Linked DNA regions of Mus musculus: regions 1 and 2 are each linked to region 3. A link is a contact called in public promoter capture Hi-C data. All regions are on one chromosome and are shown on one strand. Each heading gives the region's core, a stretch centred on a gene start, on an enhancer-like site or on the middle of the called end of the contact. The rest is flanking DNA. Distances are from core to core; before and after follow the strand shown. Region 1 holds the start of Smim27 (small integral membrane protein 27). Region 2 holds the start of Dnaja1 (DnaJ heat shock protein family (Hsp40) member A1). Region 3 holds the start of Slc35a1 (solute carrier family 35 (CMP-sialic acid transporter), member 1).

What was found. Promoter capture Hi-C pulls out the DNA fragments that hold promoters and counts their contacts.
Region 1: a contact with region 3 is called in a promoter capture Hi-C map of cranial neural crest. The contact joins the promoter of Smim27 here to the promoter of Slc35a1 in region 3. A contact is called at or near these places in 4 of 39 promoter capture datasets (cranial neural crest, frontonasal cranial neural crest, hippocampal neurons and 1 more).
Region 2: a contact with region 3 is called in a promoter capture Hi-C map of cranial neural crest. The contact joins the promoter of Dnaja1 here to the promoter of Slc35a1 in region 3. A contact is called at or near these places in 4 of 39 promoter capture datasets (cranial neural crest, frontonasal cranial neural crest, hippocampal neurons and 1 more).

The regions. Positions count from the first base shown.
Region 1 is chr4:40,268,152-40,272,592 of GRCm38.p6, forward strand. It overlaps Smim27 (small integral membrane protein 27), which reads left to right and starts at 1,428. Exons shown (of 2, transcript NM_001349093.1): 1 at 1,428-1,568; 2 at 1,887-2,077. The coding sequence starts at 1,524. The coding sequence ends at 1,991. It overlaps Topors (topoisomerase I binding, arginine/serine-rich), which reads right to left and starts at 1,690. Exons shown (of 3, transcript NM_134097.3): 1 at 1,523-1,690; 2 at 153-350. The coding sequence starts at 1,525. Ndufb6 (NADH:ubiquinone oxidoreductase subunit B6) reads right to left here. Exons shown (of 4, transcript NM_001033305.3): 4 at 2,440-2,696. The coding sequence ends at 2,628.
Region 2 is chr4:40,720,183-40,724,455 of GRCm38.p6, forward strand. It overlaps Dnaja1 (DnaJ heat shock protein family (Hsp40) member A1), which reads left to right and starts at 2,286. Exons shown (of 9, transcript NM_008298.6): 1 at 2,286-2,451; 2 at 3,521-3,662; 3 at 3,791-3,968. The coding sequence starts at 3,531. It overlaps Gm6297 (predicted gene 6297), which reads right to left and starts at 2,659. Exons shown (of 3, transcript NR_077226.1): 1 at 2,450-2,659; 2 at 1,312-1,485; 3 at 1-1,212. It overlaps Mir207 (microRNA 207), which reads left to right and starts at 2,735; the gene lies at 2,735-2,813. It also overlaps a transcript of Aptx not described here.
Region 3 is chr4:34,685,271-34,689,284 of GRCm38.p6, forward strand. It overlaps Slc35a1 (solute carrier family 35 (CMP-sialic acid transporter), member 1), which reads right to left and starts at 2,168. Exons shown (of 8, transcript NM_011895.3): 1 at 1,974-2,168. The coding sequence starts at 1,989. Cfap206 (cilia and flagella associated protein 206) reads right to left here. Exons shown (of 13, transcript NM_001347062.1): 13 at 3,304-3,744. The coding sequence ends at 3,514.

The sequences.
Region 1 (4,441 bases), core at 178-2,677, 5.6 Mb after region 3:
ACTCCCCTCGCTTGCCCACCGGTGCCGATCCACAGGTGCCCTGCAGCGTGGCGACCCCAGCCCTTGGGAGCTCCGGGTGGAAGAAGGCCCAGACCACAGGGCTGCTCCAGGGCCTACTGGAACCCCTCACCCATTGTTCCCGGCCGACTCACCTCCGAGGACGCGGTGGCAGGAACCGCTGGGCCGTTGGAAGCCAGCTCCCGCCGGCTCAGTAAGCTCGGCCGGTGGCGGCAGGATCCGCGAAGGCGTACCCGGCGGCTTCGGCGCCTCCCCTCCTCGGCAGGCACCAGAGGGGGCGCTTCACCCTCCTCGCGAGACAGCGGAGACCCCGGTGGCGGCGGCTGCGACCCCTATGACGTAGAACGTTCATCACCCACAGGCAGTTTGGAGGCGGAGAGAAGGCGAGACCAACCCCCCGAGCCCGCGCAGCAAAACACCGCTCCTCCACCCCCTTCCCCCGAGCTCTGGGCGCATGCGCCAAACCGCTGCCGCACGCAGGAGGCGGGACGTTACGGCACAGACCCCGGACCCTGCCCTGCCCCCACCGCGGGGGGGCACAGCACAAACTCCACAATCACAACCAAATATGCAGAAAGGCTGCCTCAGTATCAGTGGAACCTCACAAACTTCAACAAGTTGTTAGGATTCTCTATGGTGCCACGGGAACTGGACTGAGCTCCCAGAGCACCCTGGTCCTTCCGTCTATTTCAGCTGGGTTGACCATCAGGCATTTCTTTTACCCCGCCATAACTCCCTGCGGCCCGCTTCCCTCTTTCCACTCTCGGAAATCTACACTAAAAATGTATCTGACACATCTGCGCCCAAAGCCGAGCGGCCCAGCCTCTGCCGGCCAGGCTTCCACTCTGCACACCACCAGCATCCTGATAGTTGGCCTGCCAAGCTGCCTTTCTCGGGACTTAGTATTTCAAACTTGCTGCAGTCCCAAGCATTCGACAAACTGCCCGTCAACACTTGTTGGCCGGCAGATCCACCATGCGGGCTACCTGTACAACATATTTGAAAAGATTTCCAGCCATCAGCGATAATATTCTGTTTGTTCTTGGTGAACGGCTCAACTAACAGTTCCCAACGATGTTTTTGTTACGTAAAAGATGTTTAAGTCAAGCATAAACATATGAAGGTCTATCCGCATTTGGTGGAAACCGATGTGGGTGTGGGACGGCAACTTTGATTCTTCCACCGTGGACTATTTTCCAATAAACTTTTATATGCACACGATGGCACACTATCTTGTATTAATACCGCACTGCAAATGCAGGATAAAGCAGTTAAGGAATTCCTATGTGAGCGCAAAAAAGGCGCGATCTTCACATTTTCTCTTTTATTCCCTCTGCTGCCTGAAAGGCGGGCTAGGCCCGGATCACGTGATGTGTTCCAACTCCGGGCGGAAGCCCGCGGGAGCGCGCAGAGTCCCGCTGAAAAATGGCTGCTGCATCGGGGTGCAATGCGCCCGCGAGCAGGCTGTAGGGCCCTTGCCACCCCGTCCCCGCTGCTCCCTTACCATGAGGCCGATGAGTCGCCGAAGCCTGGACTGGACTTACTCCCTGGTAGGTACCGAGCAGAGCGGAGCTCCAGAGCGCACCATGGCAGGGCCCGCGAGCCGAAGGTAGACTGTTGGCTCGCAGCTTGGAACTCCAGAACCCATTCCTAAATTGAGCGTTCACGCCCTGCCCTCGGCTCCGCCTCTTCCTGGAGGACACGCTTTTCCGCCTCTGACGTCAGGGGTTGCAGGCCTGCTTGCCTCTGGGCTGCACTGTGTTAGAGGCATGTGATGCCTTTCCACCTGTAGCTGCTTGCTCGGGCTACACAGGGAAAGGACCCGGCACATTGATTTCTTCTTTTTGCTTTTCCTCCCCTCCTTTTAGTTGCTCCTTGCAATCGTCTTGCTCTCTTGGGGATTCGTCATCTATGCATCGACTGTAGCTGCACGACGACAACTACAGAAGGAGTTTCCAGACAAGTTCTTCTGAACGAACTTTTGTAATTCTTAGCAAACACTTCTTTTCTTCAGATGGCACCTATGTAGACTCAAAGTAAAATTCACAATACAAATTTGCGTGTGGCCTTTTGTGATAAGCGTTAACATGCCAATTTTTCAAAATGATCGGACAACACCCCCCCCCCCCTTTTTTTTTTTTCGAGACAGGGTTTCTCTGTATAGCCCTGGCTGTCCTGGAACTCACTTTGTAGACCAGGCTGACCTTGAACTCAGAAATCCGCCTGCCTCTGCCTCCCGAGTGCTGGGAGTAAAGGCGTGCGCCCCCACGCCCGGCTCTATTTTGTATCAGGTCATAGCTTTTCATTCTAGTGCTCAAACACTTCACATCCTCATGTCAAATCAGTATGTAAACAACACTGTGACTAAAATGTGTTTTGCATCCTGTTTATCAAAATGGACAGAAAAAAGTAGCTAATAGCTCTGTTTAGTATTTGTCTTTTTACTGTTAGTCTCAAATCATAGAACCTTTGGACAGTAACACGGACAGTGATAACACTCTGAGAATAAGCTTTATTAATTACTTTTCCAGGAAACAGATTCAGTAAATACAGCACTTTAGGAACATACTTGTGCTGTTACACAAGTCTGTTAAGTTTTTAAGGACTCTTCAATGATGTTGATCAGGAAAATCTCTCATTGGTGGAATTACTTCTCCAGTCTCCAGAATTGTATCACCCTAGGGAAAACAGGAAGTGTTTAATAGAGATTTTTCACCAAATATACATTTCATTGTAAATATTCCAACATTTGCTCAACACAATAAATGACTATAAAGATACTTTCTTTACATTTGTTAAATTTAAGCCAGGTCTGATGGTGAATTAATCCCAGTGCTCTAGAGGTAGAGGCAGGCAGATCTCTAGTTTGAAGCTAGCTGGTCTACATAGCAAGTTTCAGGGCAGACAAGACTACATAGATCGACCCTGTCTTAAAACAAACAAAAAAACAACAAAAAGAATCCCCAAAAAAGGCCATTAAAATTATTTTGCATTTTACCTAAAACATTTCAATTTAGGTGCTAATTTTTTACTTGTACTGATTTGTAAATGAAGCTAAAAAAGATTAATCAAACTATTACATGAGGACTTAAAAATTAAAAGGCATACTAAAGTGCATATTTAGACGGTAGACTGTAGTTCTGAAGCATGGATATACTTGTGAGACTATCTATCTCCACAATCAAGGTAATGACATCCTTCTGATTACAAGATTTAGTATTTTATTCCTTCAATCTATTGTCTCAACATCCACCTCCAAGTTTCAAAAATACTGTGCATAGATGGTCACTCTATGCTAGTCCATGTTCAGGCACTGCATGAAAAAGCTAGTTATGCTCTATTATTCATTTTAATAAGGGCTGGGACAAACAGACTGGGAGGACAGCCTGACTCATACTAGTCTATCCTATCAGGAAGAAGGAAACTTGTTCTGTTAAGCCAGAGACTTGGAACCCTGTCATGGCCTGGTCTATTCTAGAGGACACAGACGGTCTTCAGTTTCTCAAAAGAGAGACTCTGGGGCTGGTGAGATGGCTCAGTGGGTAAGAGCACCCGACTGCTCTCCCGAAGGTCAGGAGTTCAAATCCCAGCAACCACATGGTGGCTCACAACCATCTGTAACAAGATCTGACGCCCTCTTCTGGAGTGTCTGAAGACAGCTACAGTGTACTTACATATAATAAATAAATAAATCTAAAAAAAAAAAAAAGAGAGAGACTCTGGAACTGGTCAACAACACAGACACAGAACAGGACAGCTGTAGCAAAAGAGGACATTCAGAAAATAAAGAAATGCTACGAAACCACTGACATGGCTTTGTAAACAGAGCCTGTCTTCTCCTTTGACCATGAATGGCATCATAAACATATAATTAAATAATCAGGCAAGCAAAGAATAAATAAATATTAGTCAGCTAACAAAACCATCAAGTTAATGCCCAACTTTGAGGCTGCCTGGGGTCTGACATACACTGATTACAGGACATTTCTTGTTAGTTTGTAAAGCAGAGTTCCAGGGTGGACTGTTAGCCAAATTTGATGGTTCTCCCTAAAAGTCTCCTTTTGCGGCTCTTAACAGATAACTGTAACATATGCTACTTAATTTAAGTTTCAATTTACCATTATGGAGGCTCATTCATTACTCACATAGTAGCAGTCATTTATTGCGTTGAACAACTTGAGTACTAGTATTAAAGGCATGAGGGAATTTTTTAAATTACTTTTAGAGCTTACATCTTTGTAACATAAAATTGAAATTGACACAAATGTGTCTTAACTTCACAGATTGAGAACTATAAGCATAAAGCCAAAGAAGTTAGAATCTGGGAATGACAGAACCTCAGCTGTTAGCTGCCTGTACATCTATCTCTTCAGGCTCGTGCTGTAATTCTTGACCCCTGAGAAACCTGGTGGTGCCTCCTACT
Region 2 (4,273 bases), core at 1,036-3,535, 6.0 Mb after region 3:
CCAACAAAATAATCCGTTGTAAACAACACATGCAAGATAGTTTTCTTTTTTCTTCTTGCAGTCCTAGGAATCATACCTAGGGCCTTGAACAGAATAAGAAGCACTCATTCTATGTGTTATATTCCCACTCCAAAGACGGTGTCACACCTAACTCAAGTGATCTTGAGTTCACTAGCCTCCTGGTTCTGCTTCCTAGTTCTGAATTTTCAGAACTACCAAACTAAGCTAAGATCTCATTTCCACACAAAATTATCACATATGAAGTTGCTGGTAATTTTCGAGGTTTTTTGTTTGATTTGTTTTGAGACAGGGTCTTTCTTACTCTGTAGCTTTGGCTGCCCTGGAACCTGCTATGTAGACTGGCCTGGCCTCTATATTAGAGATCTGCCTACCTCTGCCTTCAGAGTGCTGGGATTAAAGGCAGACTTTATCAGCCTAGTCCTGCAATTTTGGTTGGTTGGTTGGATGGTTTTGGTTTGGTTTTTTGTTTTTAATTCTGGTTTTTAATCTCATTACGAGTTAAGTTCCTTGAGAGTAGGGGCCATGGCTTACAAGAGTTTTGTATTGGCAAGGCCTAGAGTATGCCTGGCATAGTAGATATTTTACTCAAAAGTGTTGGCTTAAAGCAGTAGTTCTCAAACCTGTGGGTTTTGATCCCTTCGGAAAACCTTTGGCACATATTTATATTACAATTCACAGCAGTAACAACATTGCAGTTATGAAGAAGCAATGAAAATAATTTTATGGTTGGGGGACACCACAACATGAGGAGCTGTAATAAAGGGTCGCAGCGTTAGGAAGGTAAAGAGCCCCTGCTTTAAAGACGTAACCTATTGATAGATGTGATATCTGAGAGGGTAACACGTAAGCTGAGAAAAGATGTTTCTCAACCAAAACCACAGCACATCATCAAAAAGTCTGTAAGGGAAGTGGCGTAGCTTTAGTGACCACAACAGAGTTTAGTGAAAGCAGTAACGGTGGAGAGGCAGGACAGCTCAAGGTAGAAATCCCAAAATCCGGAGGTTTTTAAGACCACGAGCTAAAGATGTCTTTGGGTAGGTTTGAAGACAGCCTTTCCAGCTCCCTTAGCTCTGGCTACATCCAATTACCTGTGATCTCCATAAAGCACTGAGACAGCCGCTCAGCTGGTAACGCACTGAAGACTTGAGTTGCCCGTGCAAAGGTACGAGAGAACTACAATGGTCCACAAGCCTAGAAACACACAATAAAACGAACATTTAAAGAATCTCATCCCACACTCTGCACTTCCATTAGGAAGTGTGCTTAACTGCTTCTTGTTCACCTGCTGACCTGTATTTTGTGATTTCTCTTATAAGTTTTTAGCTTGTTCCACTTCCAACGAAAGTCCAAGCAAGAGGCCCCGCGGTTAAGAGCATGTACCACCCTTCACAACTGCTCAGAGACAGGAGATTTCAGAATTTGAAGCCAGACTTAAGACTCCATGCCTCTGGCTTCCTTGGGCACCTACACACACACACACACACAGAGGATTCAAAATAAATCTTTAAAATATGTGAACTCTTTCAAGCTTACACCTCCACTTCTTTGATGTATCTATTGTGTTAGTGAATAAGAAAAACATTCACTCTGTCCTTTGAAAGCTTAAGATTCAACTTTGCCAACTATAGATTTTTGAGTCACCAACTGGAAATAAAAACGGTCAGAGAATTAAAACAATAAGCTAAAGCAATTAATTTTGCTTTTGGCCGCTCCTCTGCGGCCAAACTGGGTGGAAGACCATGACCCTCCGTTAGCATGAGGCATTCTAAATGTTTTCCTGTTTGGTGAAGTCCCAGATTCCCTCCGCCCAAGTCGTCAGAGCCAAAAGGATCTGAAGCCTGGGCCAGGCTCGTCCAAAAAGCTCTGACATAAGTGCGCTTGGGTGAAACCAAAGCCTGCGAGGCTGGTTTAGGGAGTAGGCCCGCCTTGCTCAGCATTTCTTGCCCGCAAGGCTCAGAGCTAAGGAGCTGGAGCTGCAGAAAATCAGACTCGCAGCCAGGGCTGGGTTCCACCAATCCCCTTCAGCACAGCGCGCACAACGCCTGAAGCACTCGTCCCCGGCTTACGGGCTCTGGGACATGACCTCTCCACCTCAAGACTTCCGCACTCTGGTTCCTCGCAATAAGAAAAAAAGCCTCTAGAAAATTCTACGAGGCTCGGGAACCCGGGCTTGAGTCCACCCCCACAAGGCCCTTGGGCGCAGCCACTTCCCGCCCCCGCGCCGTTGCCCAGGTAACCGAGGGGCGGTGGCAGCGGCGAGGGGCGGGACTTCCGGCAAGTGACGCGCCGGGGCTCGGCTACAAAAGAGGTCGGCTGCGGCGGGCCGGGCGGAACTTTCCAGAACGCTCGGTGGGTGGTGGAGGAGCAGCGTGTGGCTGAGCTGCGCTGTGCTCCGCTCCTTTCCGCTCTCCGGCGCCGGCCCGCTCACCGGTGAGTCTCCGGCCTCCCTCGGTCGCGGCGTGCGGTCTGGACCCCAGACAGCCGGGGAAGGCGCAGCCGGAGGCGGTTGGTCCCGCGTGGGCGGGGACTGCGGGTTCCTTGAGCCGGCCTCGGGCTTCGGAAGGCTGCCGGGAATGCCCGGCGCCCTGCCCGCCCGCACGCCTCGAGGAGGTCCAAGGCCCAAGCCAATTGGCCTCCCGCCTCATGCTCCTTGCTGCGTACCCCCGCGCTCCGCCGCCCGGGCCGGGTGGGCAGCGCTGCGCACGCGCGGAGCAAGGCAGGGGTGAGGGGCTGCGGGAGGAGCCGGGCGGAGGCTGCGGCTTGCGCTTCTCCTGGCTCTCCTCCCTCTCTTTGTTGAGGTTCGACCTCCCCCCCCCCTCCGCCTTTTCGATCAGGGTGGGAGGGAGAAAGGAAGGAAGCCTTAACGGTCGGCGCCGGGGGGCCCGGGAAACCCAGAGGGCGAGCCAGCTTCCAGGCCTGCGGGGCGAGAGTGGGTAAGCTGCGAGCGAGCAGGAGCAGGATGGCGACGGGGCCCGGGCACCTGCTCCCTGGAGCCGGTCTCCTAAGCCACTCCTCCACCCCCGGGAGTCCAGTGTCGCTTTCCGGCGAGGGTATGGCCTTTATCAGATGTACAAAGGCAGCGGTAATGTACTAACCAGTGGACGGAACCTATCAGTGCTGCTGTGGGTTACTAGCAAAACCTCTGGGGAAAGGAAACCGGAAGAAGCCAAATAATTCATGTGTTAGTGCAGTAGAGTCTGAACCAGCTGCGAGAGAGGCTTTCCTTCGCGTTCCCTGAAATCTATATTTTAATCTGTTCGAGTTTACAGCTGAATCATATCAGGAATTTTTTTTTACCTTTTAAGACGCGTAGGGAAGGCTGTATTAGTATGAAATAAATGCAAAAGAACAGATTGCTTTAGCTCTGGTAGTTAAAGACTACCCGTTAAGAGCCAGTCGTGGCGCACACCTTTGATCCCAGTGCTCAGGAGGCAGAAGCAGTTGGATCTTTTCTACAAAAGTTTAAAGCTGGTTTAAAATTACCATTTTCTGGTTTCAGGCTGTAAAAAATGGTGAAAGAAACCACTTACTACGATGTTTTGGGGGTAAAACCCAATGCCACCCAGGAAGAATTGAAAAAGGCATATAGAAAATTGGCCTTGAAGTACCACCCTGATAAGAATCCAAATGAAGGGGAAAAGGTAAGGGCACAGGCAAACAGCTCAGCAGCAGTGTTGCAGTGTGTGTATCTTTCTGTTCGTGCCTTAAAGTCTACCGTAGCTGTGCTTTGTAACAGTTGTTTCTAATGGGATGTCCTTTTCTGAAACAGTTTAAACAGATTTCTCAAGCTTATGAAGTTCTTGCTGATTCCAAAAAAAGGGAACTATATGATAAAGGAGGGGAGCAGGCGATTAAAGAGGGCGGAGCAGGTGGTGGTTTTGGCTCACCCATGGATATCTTTGATATGTTCTTTGGAGGAGGAGGAAGAATGCAAAGAGAAAGGAGAGGTAAGAAAAATCTGGCTTACCTGCAGCTAGAACGAAATAACTGCTGCGGAAAAAAAAGACTTGAGAATTTATTCAAATGCTTGTTTACACGTTGGTATGATGTTACACTCTGTCCGTGAACTGTCTTTGACTTCTGGTGTCATTGAGATTTTCTGTAACTAAAAAATAGCTAAGCCAAAAAGCAGGTATAACTAACCCCATAGATTCCCAAACAGTGGGGGTAACAAAGTGTACTAACTTAGGTTTCTAAGCCCTGTCCTCCCTTGGATAATACCACCTGCTCTTAGAACCCAGTGGTAAGTGCA
Region 3 (4,014 bases), core at 918-3,417:
TGATGGTTCAGAATAATGGAAAAATGTGTAAGTCCTATCTCAAGACACATGGAAATAATAGTAAGTTAAAATTTTGGCGTCCATAAAGTGTAATTAGGAGACAGCTATGCTCATCTGCCTTAATTATCTTGCCTATAGTTGTAGGGTTCAGCAGCTATGGCGGAGACTAACAGCTCTCTACAGAAAGACTGCCTGCCATCCATGACCTGAAATTATCAATATTCTCATAACTAAGAAGTGAAAACTCAAATCACTTTTTTTTTGGGGGGGGGGGCTGTGTTAAAGGTCCCTGGTTCAAAAAAAGCAAGATAATTTAAATACTAAAGATGTTTAACTCCAGAAAACATACTTTTTTTTTTTTCCTTTCCTTGAGACAGGGTCTCTCTATGTAGCTCTGGCTGGCCTGGTACTTGCTATGTAGAGCAAGCTGACCTTGATACAGTTCTGCATGCCTCTGCCTCCTAAGTGCTGGGATTAATAGGCATAAGCCATATCATGGTGTTTTGTTTTGTTTTGTTTAAGACACCCATAATGAAAAGGTCTGCAAATGTAATTCTTGAAAATAATTACTAATCAAAGTAGAAAAGTCTAAGTTTGGATACTATAAAACATAGATGACTTTGGTCTGTAATACCACTTTAGAAGCACATTTCAACTTTTAAAACCAATCCTTGTAACCATGATTTCCACTTACATTTCAGTTTACCATAAGATCAAAACATTTCTTCTACAATTCTTCATTTTCCAGGATGAAACTTCATTGATTAGGAATGTCAACGTTCCCAGGTAATATAAATATTCATGGTACGCAGCTACTTTAAACTATCCTAAGAATTCAAATCATATCACGCCATTAACTAGAAACCTGGCCCACTGATCATCCAGCACCCCCTTTGTGGAGAATCTGTTACCTTCCACGGCATTTGTTTCTGGGTGGAGAATATCCCCCAGAAGAGTCAGTCTGGAGTTATCCTTTTGTTTTCCAGTTACATTTTAGGGGGACTATTACTGTCATACCTGAAAGCTTGGACATAGCAGGAAGTAGCAGGTGAGTAATCGTTAAGATGACTCTATGTAAGGAGGTATAGAAACTGTATTTCATTAGGATAAAAAAGTGCAACACACCCAAATGTAACAACGTATGTGCTGGCAAGAAGTCTAAATCTGTAAACAACCCTTGCGGGTACCGATCTGCCTGCTGCATCTTTTAAGTGTTCATTTGTCAATCGCCCTACTTTTCCTATTACCCTCTTCCCGGATGCTACAGGACTTATCTGATATGGGACAATCCACCACCACAGAAAACTTACATGGCGCCTGATGTTAAATGTCAAATCCCCTCCCCCAAAGATAAATAATTTCACATCCACGCAAAAGGATATTCTTTAAATGCTTGTCCAACATTTATTTAGACTTAAAGCCAGTGCTCATTGGGGAAATGGTGAAAAAACAAAAACAAACAAACAAAATTAAAAAAAAAAAAAAAAGCGACGTTGTCGCCAGGCATGAGGGCACAGACCACTAATCCCAGCGCTTGTAAAACTGAGGCAGGAAAATCTCCCCGAGTTTGAAGCCAACGTGGGCTATAGAATGAGACCATGTAGTGTTGGTTCCTGCTTTAAAAATAAATAAATACAAAATCGTCACCGCCTTTTGGCCTGTCCTAGCCACAGTGCTATAGAATAAAACCTCAGCCTTGGGGCCAGCTTACGTAAAACCTGAAAGGACAGCCACCACAGCCCTGGCCAGACGGCTCGCCATCGGGAGGAGCAGCGCGCGCCCTCAAGCCCAGGGCTCCGAACCACAGCCTCGCTCCAGGCAGGGACCTGGCCGGCGCCCGGGCGGCTCACTGCACCGGTGTGCGGGTGCAGCCCGCTGCCGCTCCCTGCAGGGAGGGCTCGGCCCCCAGAGCCGGCCCGGCCAGCACACCCCGGGCCGCCGTTCCCTAGCGACCGCCCGCAGCCCGGCCTCACCTCTCGCCGGAGCCATGGTGCCGAGAGAGTCTGCGGAACTGACGCCCCTGCGGCCATAGAGACGCACCGGCCTAGAGAGCCCGCCGCACCACACGCGCGAGGAGGAAGCGGGGGCTACGGCGGAAGCCGCGCGGCGTGCGGAGCGACAAGTCTGGGAGACTCGGTCCTGCGGGGGCTCGGAAAACCGCAGCTTCCGGTCGACCGAGGGGGGGCGGAGTCAAGGTGGCCGAGCGTTTCCTTCTAGAGACCAGCCCCTCCGAGAGGATGGGCCCCGCAAGAAGGATTCTGAAATGCTCTCGATTATTCCTTTGTGTGAAGACCGTTAGAGAGGCTCCGAGAACTCGGACTTTTATAACTTTCAACTCCATCACGGCCTTCCATGGTTACCTCTTGGATAAATTTAGTATATATTACATACTGCTCGGAAGTACTGTGTCTGTCTTCATCATCCTTACTGTCACTGTCTAGCTTAACTTGGTAACTTCAGGCAGCAAAAAGACCTCAGAAAAATTAGATTGTATTAACAGGCACTTCAACCGCTCTAATGGTTACTGTGACTAGAGGATGTTATTAGAAAATAACCCCGGGTGGAACAACATTATGAACTAACCAGTACCCCGGAGCTCTTGACTCTAGCTGCATATGTATCAAAAGATGGCCTAATCGGCCATCACTGGAAAGAGAGGCCCATTGGACACGTAAACTTTATATGCCCCAGTACAGGGGAACGCCAGGGCCAAAAAGGGGGAGTGGGTGGGTAGGGGAGTGGGGGTGGGTGGGTATGGGGGACTTTTGGTATAGCATTGGAAATGTAAATGAGCTAAATACCTAATAAAAAATGGAAAAGGAAAAAAAAAAAACTATACCTCTAAAAAGTTGGAATTCTCAGGACCTGAAAACCCAACTGCTTATGAGCCAAATAAGGCCGCAGAGTGGGAAGTGGGAAGCGCTTAAGCCACAGCGGGCTCTGAGGCAGACAACAGAGCATAAAAGGATCAAGCTGGAATGCCAGCCAGTCTTATCAGACATTCTGATTTTTTTCAATGAGCCCAAAATTCAAATATAAATATCAATTCTCTGGCTTTTAAAAGGCAGCATATGAATGTAGGCTTCACTTGTTCCAGATAGCAAGGCTCATGATATAGAAATCTGTTATCACTAAATAGCAATGAAGCAGAGCGTTGTGTTTCAGAGTGTCAGGGCTTAACATTTTGTAGGGTTTTAGAAGCAGCCTCTATTCCAGTGATAAGCATACTACTATCTAGCTGGCATTGCAATGTCAATCTTAATGCTGTAAACTTTGTCTAAAATATAAAACAAATACGCGGACAGAGTTTTACTTGTCAATTTTAATAAAACGAAAAATGTACTACAGAAACTGCTTTTAGATTTGCATAACAGTCAGGCAGGATACGGTGCCCTAGTGCACAGTCACACAACCAGTGACTGTGCCAGCCCCGCAAATGAGCTTTATACACGCACAGCACTTTAAACCCTCCATCCGTGCCACTAAGGAGCAGCTTCCTGTAAACGTCCATCTCTAGGTTTCGTCCACCGCTCTGGTTAAGTTCACCTTCACCCCATAGGTTGTTTTGCTTTGTCCCCCACGAAGGCCAGCTATGAAAATCTGGGGCCTGGGCACTCGGCTGCTGCCTTCTCTCTTGGACTGGGTGCTAGCCTCTTTCAAAGGGTACACCTGTGAGGTGTTATCTCTTCTCATGTGGCTAAGGTCAGTCTGGACGGAGTGAGTAATTTTCTGGCGCAAATTAGCCTAGGTAGAAAGAGAACATAGGGAATAATGTTTCTCTAAAAAAATGTAAAAAATCAGGCATTTAGTTAATGTTTGCCTATTAACTTTCCATTTCACAAATAAATAATGCATTTTTCTATGATGGTGAGGATGGATGATGACAGGGAGGCTGAGGGTGGGGAGGAGGGTGGGGAGGAGGGGGAGGAGGAGGATGTGTATGGTATGATTGCAGGCATGTGCATGCCGTGGTGTGAATGTGGAAGAGAGAGGAAAACCCCTGGTATTAATTCT